Regions from separate parts of the Gossypium hirsutum genome. Here region 2 is linked to region 1. Evidence: chromatin contacts called from public Hi-C data. All regions are on one chromosome and are shown on one strand. Each heading gives the region's core, a stretch centred on a gene start, on an enhancer-like site or on the middle of the called end of the contact. The rest is flanking DNA. Distances are from core to core; before and after follow the strand shown. Region 1 holds the start of LOC107912481 (actin-related protein 2/3 complex subunit 3). Region 2 holds the start of LOC107912587 (protein PHOX1).

What was found. A called contact is a pair of places that touch in the nucleus more often than the background predicts.
Region 2: a Hi-C map of leaf shows a contact between it and region 1, with 2.7 times the contacts expected there. The contact joins the promoter of LOC107912587 here to the promoter of LOC107912481 in region 1. A contact is called at or near these places in 2 of 34 Hi-C or Micro-C datasets (both in leaf).

Annotation. Positions count from the first base shown.
Region 1 is chrD08:23,755,321-23,759,336 of Gossypium_hirsutum_v2.1, reverse strand. It overlaps LOC107912481 (actin-related protein 2/3 complex subunit 3), which reads left to right and starts at 1,649. Exons shown (of 8, transcript XR_005917237.1): 1 at 1,649-1,817; 2 at 2,254-2,335; 3 at 2,451-2,559; 4 at 2,648-2,917; 5 at 3,483-3,576; 6 at 3,885-4,016.
Region 2 is chrD08:24,425,829-24,429,761 of Gossypium_hirsutum_v2.1, reverse strand. It overlaps LOC107912587 (protein PHOX1), which reads left to right and starts at 1,964. Exons shown (of 3, transcript XM_016840833.2): 1 at 1,964-3,933. The coding sequence starts at 2,686.

The sequences.
Region 1 (4,016 bases), core at 400-2,899:
CATAAATCAAAAACCTATATTGATGGTTAGTGACAGTTGGTGAAGATATGTATAAAGGGTTAGGAGAAGTTGCTAACACTACTTTTATTGATGGATCATTCCATAGTTATAAGGTAAAAGTGTATATCTCTGAATAGTTTCCATAAGGATAACTCTATACCGATTATCCTTTTTCCTAGTGGTTGCAATTTTGTCAGGGTAGCATTTTCTTCCATCAGTATAGGATACATGGTGTTATACTGACAAGTTTTGTGTATTTATCAACAGATTTTTTACCGTCGATAAATGACTTTCTTTTTAGAAAATAAAGAGGTTTATTTCTTTTGGTTGAAACTTTTACTGAATAATTCCCTTACTTTTATCTAGAAACTAATCTCCCATTCTTTAATATTGGAATCTATTGAATTGATAGAAAATAAAGTCATATTTCTCAATGCAAATCCTATGTGACATGATTAGCTTTGGAATGATGTTTCTTTTTTTTCTCTTTTTATTTTAAAGCGATAATGGGTTATTTAAATAGATGTGACGTAGGTTAGGGTTTTATTTCTCTTTTTCTTATTGTGTTGTCAATACTATTTAGGATGAATATAAATTTTTATTTTGTATAGATTATATTTATATGTTAGAAAGTTTTTATATTTGATATTTATTTTAGATATCTATTTAAAAAATCTCAAAAAAGTTAGAGTTTTTCATTTTAAAATATTTTATCAAAAAAATAGGAGGTTAAGTTTTCAAAAAAAAACAAGAAATTTGAAAATGTATGAAAAATAAATTTGGCTCCTCAAATTATATATTTTGTTTAAATAAACCCTTAAACTATTTTTTTATAGTTAAATAAATCCTTAACTTTTGATATTTACATATAAAAGTCATTGATTATAATGTTAAAGTAAAAGTATTTTGAATTTCAAACTCTTAATTTAATTTTTTGTTGATGCAATAAAAATTATATACACTTTAACATCAACATAAAACTTTAACAAGTAAATTGATTTTTTTTTAAAAGTATTAATTGCGATATGTATATATAGATTTTTCAAAAGAGTGGTTAATTATGATATTTATATAAGCACTTTCAATAAATTTTAAAATTTTATTTTATTTTACTTTCAAAAAATATTTTTTATTTTTATTAATAAACTATTTTCATCAAAGTCACATTAATAAATTAAGTTTTTAATTTAAAAATACCTTTTTAATTTAATATTAAAATAAAGGACTTTCATGAGTAAAAATAATAGGATAGATACTTATTTCAGTAAAAAAAATAGTACAAGATCTTATTTAAACAAGATATAATAGTTTAGGGGTTTTTTTTTGGATATTATCTAATAAAGTTTTTATTAATATTTTAATTTGTATAATTGGGTTTAGTTTAAGTCTATTGGGTTTAATTTTTAGTTGGGTTTGTGTTTAAATGTATATTTAGGTCTATTGAATTTGATTTTAAAAATATATTAAAATGATAGGTATTTTAAATTCGATTAACTCCACTGTAAACCAATAATTTGAGATTAGGAAACCGATTTGACCCAATTTTTACAAAGCCCCTAGTTTTGGGAATCTTATAAGTGGTGTACTGATGACAGAGGTGGGCCTTATGTCTTCTTTGTTTGATCATATGGGCCATTCCTTTTGTATTTCAATCTTCGCCTGGGCTTTGTCGTTTAATCTTCAATCTCAATTCTTATGGTAGCAGTAGAGGATCAAGAGACAGAGTTAAATGGTTTTAGCTCAAAGAAATCAAGCAAAGCCAGAGATTGCTGTTGAAACTTGGTCTCGCCCGTTTAGATGAAAAGCATTTGTTGGCAGTAAGTTGCTCCATCTTTTTCTTTTGTCCCCCCCCCCCCGCCCCCCGGTTTCCAACTTATGATTGTATTGATCAACACCCTATTGGTCAAGATCAACCACAAAATTTTTGTTAGGAACTTTTGTTGCTATATTCCCCCTCCCCCCTTTTATCTACCCTTAAACGTTTCTCTTTGCTCATACAGAATTGAATGAATTTCTTCTTACTATAATGGGTTTGCCTTGATTTTTCATTTAATGGCGTCTGTGATTTGATGGGTTTAGGTTATATTTTTCGGATCTCAGGTCTTGCTCACTTCCATGTAAAGCAACTATCTGAATTGAGTATTTCATATGTTTTTTTCTTTAATTCTTATATATTGTGGATAGGGAATTTCTTACTTTAGTGTAAAAAGTCATACTTATTGTAATTTTGTGTTTTACTGTTGTTCTTTGCAGAAACATTTGGTTGCCCTCTTTCTTTTGAGGGAAAATCTGATTGCCTCGTTTGGTTGTTTGGGAAAAGAAATCAAGGAAAATGGTATTTGAATTAATCTCTTACCTCCCCTTCCACTGCTAGATTGTGCATGTAGTTCACCAGAGTTCTAAATATGATTTTTTGGTTCATTCATTTAGAATTCGTTATTAAATGCCAGGTTTATCACTCTAGTTTTGTTGGTGAGGAAGGAATTACTAAAGCTTGTGGCTTCCCTTTACTTCCTTTGAAAAGCCATATAAAGGGTCCTGCTCCTGTTTCAGATCAAGGTTGGATTATATAACCTTCATTAGGTAGTTCTCAATATTATATTCTTCCTTAATTTTTGAGTTGGTAATTCAAGATGGTATTTTGCAGGTAAAACTGATATTGTTGATGAAGCGATCACATTCTTTCGTGCCAATGTGTTCTTTAGAAACTTTGATGTTAAGAGCCCTGCAGATAAGCTCCTTATATATTTGACTTTCTACATAAATGTGGCTTTGAAGAGGCTTGAGGGCTGTAGGACCTTGGCTGAAGGGACCAAGGCAATCATTAACTTAGGCTTGGAAAAAGTTCCCGTACCTGGAGAATCTGGTTTTCCTTTTCCGGGGCTCTTTGTGCTCCCACAGTCTCAAAAGGAAGCAGGTAAATCTCTTACTATCTTCTTTTTCATTTGATATATCATATATGTGACATTGATTACTGAAGTATTGGGTACTTGTGAAGCATGTTCCAAGCATCGTAGTGAGTTGTACTGAACCCTTTTAGTTAGCTAGCTGCCTCTTTGTACTTAAATCTTTTTCTTGTCTTCGGGCAACTATAGATCGACTTGTTTTTGCATGGAATATTGAGAATTATGCAAATAAAATGTACTTTCTACTTTCCAGTTATTGTTTCGTATAACATGTGATGCAATCCTTCTTGACTTTGTGGCTTATGCTCATCTTAACTTGAAGGATCAAGTAGTTTAAAAATCCTCACTTTTGGTCAACATGAAAATGTTGTCTGTTGTTTTTTCGGATATTGCTTTGTCTATCAGTATGCTGCAAGTGTTGTAGGAGGTTTGCAATGCTTGGAATATTTTTGTAAAACTTTTCATTTCTGTCTGCTACAGCAAATTCTTGATCCTTTCTGATGTTACATTAACCACTTCAAGTACCAAATTTTTGATAACTTGGTACCATATAATTCATTGCTTTCTTAAATGCAGAACTACTTAGGAATTATCTGAAGCAAATCAGAGAAGAAACGAGTGGGAGACTGTTGAGTGTCGCGTATAGGCCCAATGGAACTCCAAATAAATGGTGGTTAGCTTTTGCGAAAAGAAAATTTATGAATATAATTATTCCATGAAATGAAAAACGTTGTATATTGAATCAAAAGTAGAATGCAAAAGCCTACCAAATATTATATGTTTTGAAATGCCTGTAAAACAATTAACATGTACATTTCATCACTTCCTTTTGATGGAAATTCATGTGTTTGTCATCTTGAATGCTTCATGAGACAAAGGAGCAGAAAAGGATCATTTTAAGCTTCTTACAATGCTTTCTGCCTCTGATATTAAGCTTGGTTATGAGTTAACATCTGAATTGTTTACTTGGACATGTAGCTTATAAGCACACACCCTAGCTATAAGGACTCTCCAAATATGTGGAAAAGCTCACCTGAGCCTGAGTAACATAGCATCCTGATGCCGCAGGTCATTACCTATTATTGACATTTTGAAAGCCTAGTACTCAAA
Region 2 (3,933 bases), core at 715-3,214, 670 kb before region 1:
TCGTAACTTGTCTATCTCGTTCTACCATTCCTTAGCCTGGGTGCCTGGGGCCTCGTTCTACGTGTTTATATTATCCTAGAAACTAGAGTTATCAGAATGTACCTTTCTTTATAGCTCCTTGTTCTACTTCAACAGCTCATGTTGAATAGCTTATTGTTGTTCGAATTGTGCCTCTTGAACAACCATCTACTCTCTCATAAGTCTCATTTACTCCTGAAGGGTCAAGAACTGCTACGGGGGTACCTCTTGGTTGAAAGGGAGTGACAACCCTTGACTGGTAGAAATATTCAAGTCTAAAGGACTAAAAGCTCCTCAATAAATTGTGTTGTCGAGGTTTTCTGGTCTATCGGTGAACCATCTGGTGAATAAGTCTGTTTTGTTGTGCCGGTCGCCAAAACCTAACGCTCTGACCTATCCTGGTGAAGAGTTAAGAGGGAAATTTTCACTCTAGTGAGCCATTTGCTTCGAAAATTGAAGAAAACTTAATCAAACTTCAAAAAATTTGATGATTAGAAGTTCGTCTACGCTCACTGCACCAATTGTTGAGTAATATTTTCTCGTATGTTATTGATAGGAGTGTTCGGGTATTTATACATGTTGTTATAGATGTTATTATAGCTTATGATAGGACCTCACTATTTTGTCTTGACTCTGCTATCTCTAGTATTGACATTTTCTGTCTCTAATACTGACATTCTCTGCGAACTCCAAGTTTGCTGAGCACGTGTCTATAGGACAAACGATCCTTTCTGTTCTTGGGATTGACATTCTAGGCAGGCTTCGTACCCGCTAAACATAACGGAGCATGTGGCCCCTACTTGCAAGCTCCTTAGGTCCCTACGAGTTGGGTCTGTGGTCTTGTGTTACGAGCTGAGTCCTTGGCTTTGCCTTGCGTGCTGAGTTTGTGAACTTGCTCTACAAGTAAGGCTCGGGAGCTCGCCTTGCTATCCTCTCGTAGCTCGCTTTGCACCTAATATTCAGGTGGAACCTATCTAGATCATGGATCGAAGACTCGAATCCCTAATAGGACTTGAGTTGATAATTACTAATATATAACACTACTTTTATTACCATATCATTAATTTATTATGTCCATCGCATTAGTTATCACATCACGAGCTTCAATGGAAAAGATGATGTGAACTTGAATGAAAAAGATAATTTCAAGGATTTACAATACGGAATTTTTTTATCATTCAAGGAAAAAATTTGAAATTTTCAGAGTTGCGTAGAGAAGGAGGGCGGAGGACATTGGGATTGTGGCGGTGACTCCTAACAAAAGTAAATAGTCAACATCACGTTTCTGTAGGAATCTTTCTTACCACTTTCCAACAACACTTGTCTTGCCGTTTACCGTTTGCACTCCAACTTGCTTTGGAAGTTGCTTCAGACCCACCACACTTCACGCTTTTTATTTATTACTTATATATGTGGTTGAAATTACAAGACAAACATTTCTATTTTATCATATATTTTAAACATGACTTCTGCCAACCTGCCCTTCAACTTTCAAGCTAAGGAATTCTGAACCTTTGCCACGTGTTTTACTATTCTTTTTTATTGCTTTAATATTTATTTATTTATTTCATAAATAATTTTAAAAAATTGTTTTGTATATTTTTCCTACATACATCAACGATTCAACCTTTAGGATTAAAATTTATAAAACTTCAAACCAAATTTATTAAGCTATTACTAAATAAATATAATTAGATTTTTATAATTATTTGGATTGGAAGTAGCAAAATCTAAAGAAGCTGACAAGTTTATTCTTTAATGACAAATGAAGGTGCCAATAGTCAAAAAAAAAAAATCTCTGCCTTTGGCCGTTTTATCAAACATAGCCAAGGAACCTGGAATCCCTTGGAAAATGGGTCCTTTTTATTTTTTCTGAATTTAAAAAAAAAAACTTAAAGCAATTTGCGTTTGAAATATAGAGGAGGAAAAAAAAAAAAAAACACGCACAGACACACACACACACAAAGAAAGCTTTTTGTGGCGTTCACGTTAAGCTGAAATTCACGTTGTAAAAAAAAAGAAAAAAAAAAAAGAGCAACACTAAAATATAAAACAGAAAACGTTGGTCTGTTTTCTTTTCTTCCGTATTCTCCCTACAACACACACATATTCCATTTTCTCACAAAAACATTATCTTTTTCAATTTTCCTGGAAAAGTTCCACACCTCATTTCCCCTACATAAATAATCCCTTGCCTTCTAATTTCCTTCTTTATTTTTGGTTTTGCATCAAGGTCTTATCTTTCTAGCTGAAACTGAGCCTGCCTATTATTCTGTTTCTCTCTCAACTGGGATTTCTTAATACTTCGTTAAGGGCTGACAGCTTCTAGTTTTGAGGTGGTAAAGATAATATATATTTTTTCTATTCCCATTTTGGTATCTGGGTTTTAATTCTTTTTAGGTGTCTAAGAGCTTTTGTTTTGGTGTGCTTGTCATATCTGCTGTATTTGAACTGGTTTTTGAATCTTTATTCATATTAAAAGTTGTAAAAAGTTTTTAAGTGTTTTAAGGTCTTTTTGGTGGTGGGAGGTTGCTTGTGGTTTTAGCTACTGGGGTTGAGCTTTTTTAAACTTGTGTAAGAAGTTAGTTCAGGACCAGGGTAGGGATTTGTTTTCTTGGTCAGGGTTTCTGGATTGAGTCACGTAATATAGTTGGGGTTGGATTTACAATGGGGAAGCATAGTGGAAAGCACAAGAAGCAAACAGGGGATAATAATGTGAAGCAAAAGAAAGTTGGAGACAATAGTTCGAAATCATATGATTCAGACACGGCAGTTTTCATTGCCATGTCTCAAGAACTGAAAGAAGAGGGGAACAAACTGTTTCAGAAAAGGGACCATGAAGGAGCAATGTTGACATATGAGAAGGCTCTCAAATTGCTTCCAAAGAATCACATAGATGTATGCCATCTTAGGACTAATATTGCTGCATGTTATATGCAGATGGGATTGAGTGAGTACCCCAAGGCTATCCATGAGTGTGATTTGGCATTAGAGGTTACTCCCAAGTATAGCAAGGCACTTGTAAAGAGAGCCAGGTGTTACGAATCTTTGAATAGGCTGGAATTAGCTCTCAGAGATGTTAATACAGTTCTTAACATGGAGCCTAATAATGTCATGGCATTAGAGATTTCAGAAAGGGTAAGAAGCTCACTTGAGAAAGAAGGTTTACCTGTTGAATTGCTTCTAGAATCCGTTGAACCTCCAAGTACTTCGAAAACTCCGAAAGTTGTCAAAGAGAAAACCAAGAAGAAGATCAGCAAAGCTAAAGAATCTGTTGAACCTCCAAAGGGTTCATTAATTTCGGAAGTTGTCCAAGAGAAAACAGAGAAGAAGAACAAGAAAAAGATCTGTAAAGCTGAAGAATCTGTTGAACCTCCAAGGGATTCACAAATTCCGGAAGTTGTCGAAGAGAAAACCGAGAAGAAGAACAAGAAGAAGATCAGTAAAGCTAAAGATAACAAGGCTGCGGATCGAATTGAGGAGAAGGAGGTTGATGGAAATGTAGAGGAAAAGAAGGCTGAGGATAAACTGGTTATAGAGGAGAAAATTAGCAGTAAAGCGGAAGAACCAAAGAAGACTGTCAAGTTGATTTTGGGTGAAGATATAAGATGCGCTCAGTTACCACTTAATTGCAGCCTTCTGCAACTAAGGGAAGTAATTCATGATCGATTTCCTAGTTTGAGAGCAGTTCTTGTCAAATACAGAGATGAAGAAGGTGATTTAGTCACAATCACCAGTGATGAAGAGTTGAAATTGGCTGAAATATCAGCAGAATCCCAGGGTTCTGTGAGGCTGTATGTTGTAGAAGTCAATCCTGAGCAGGATCCACTCTTTGAGAGATTTAAGCATGAGGAAGTTCACATTCTTGACATCAAACAAGGTAAGGCAACTGAAAATGGCCATGCCAGAAAAGTT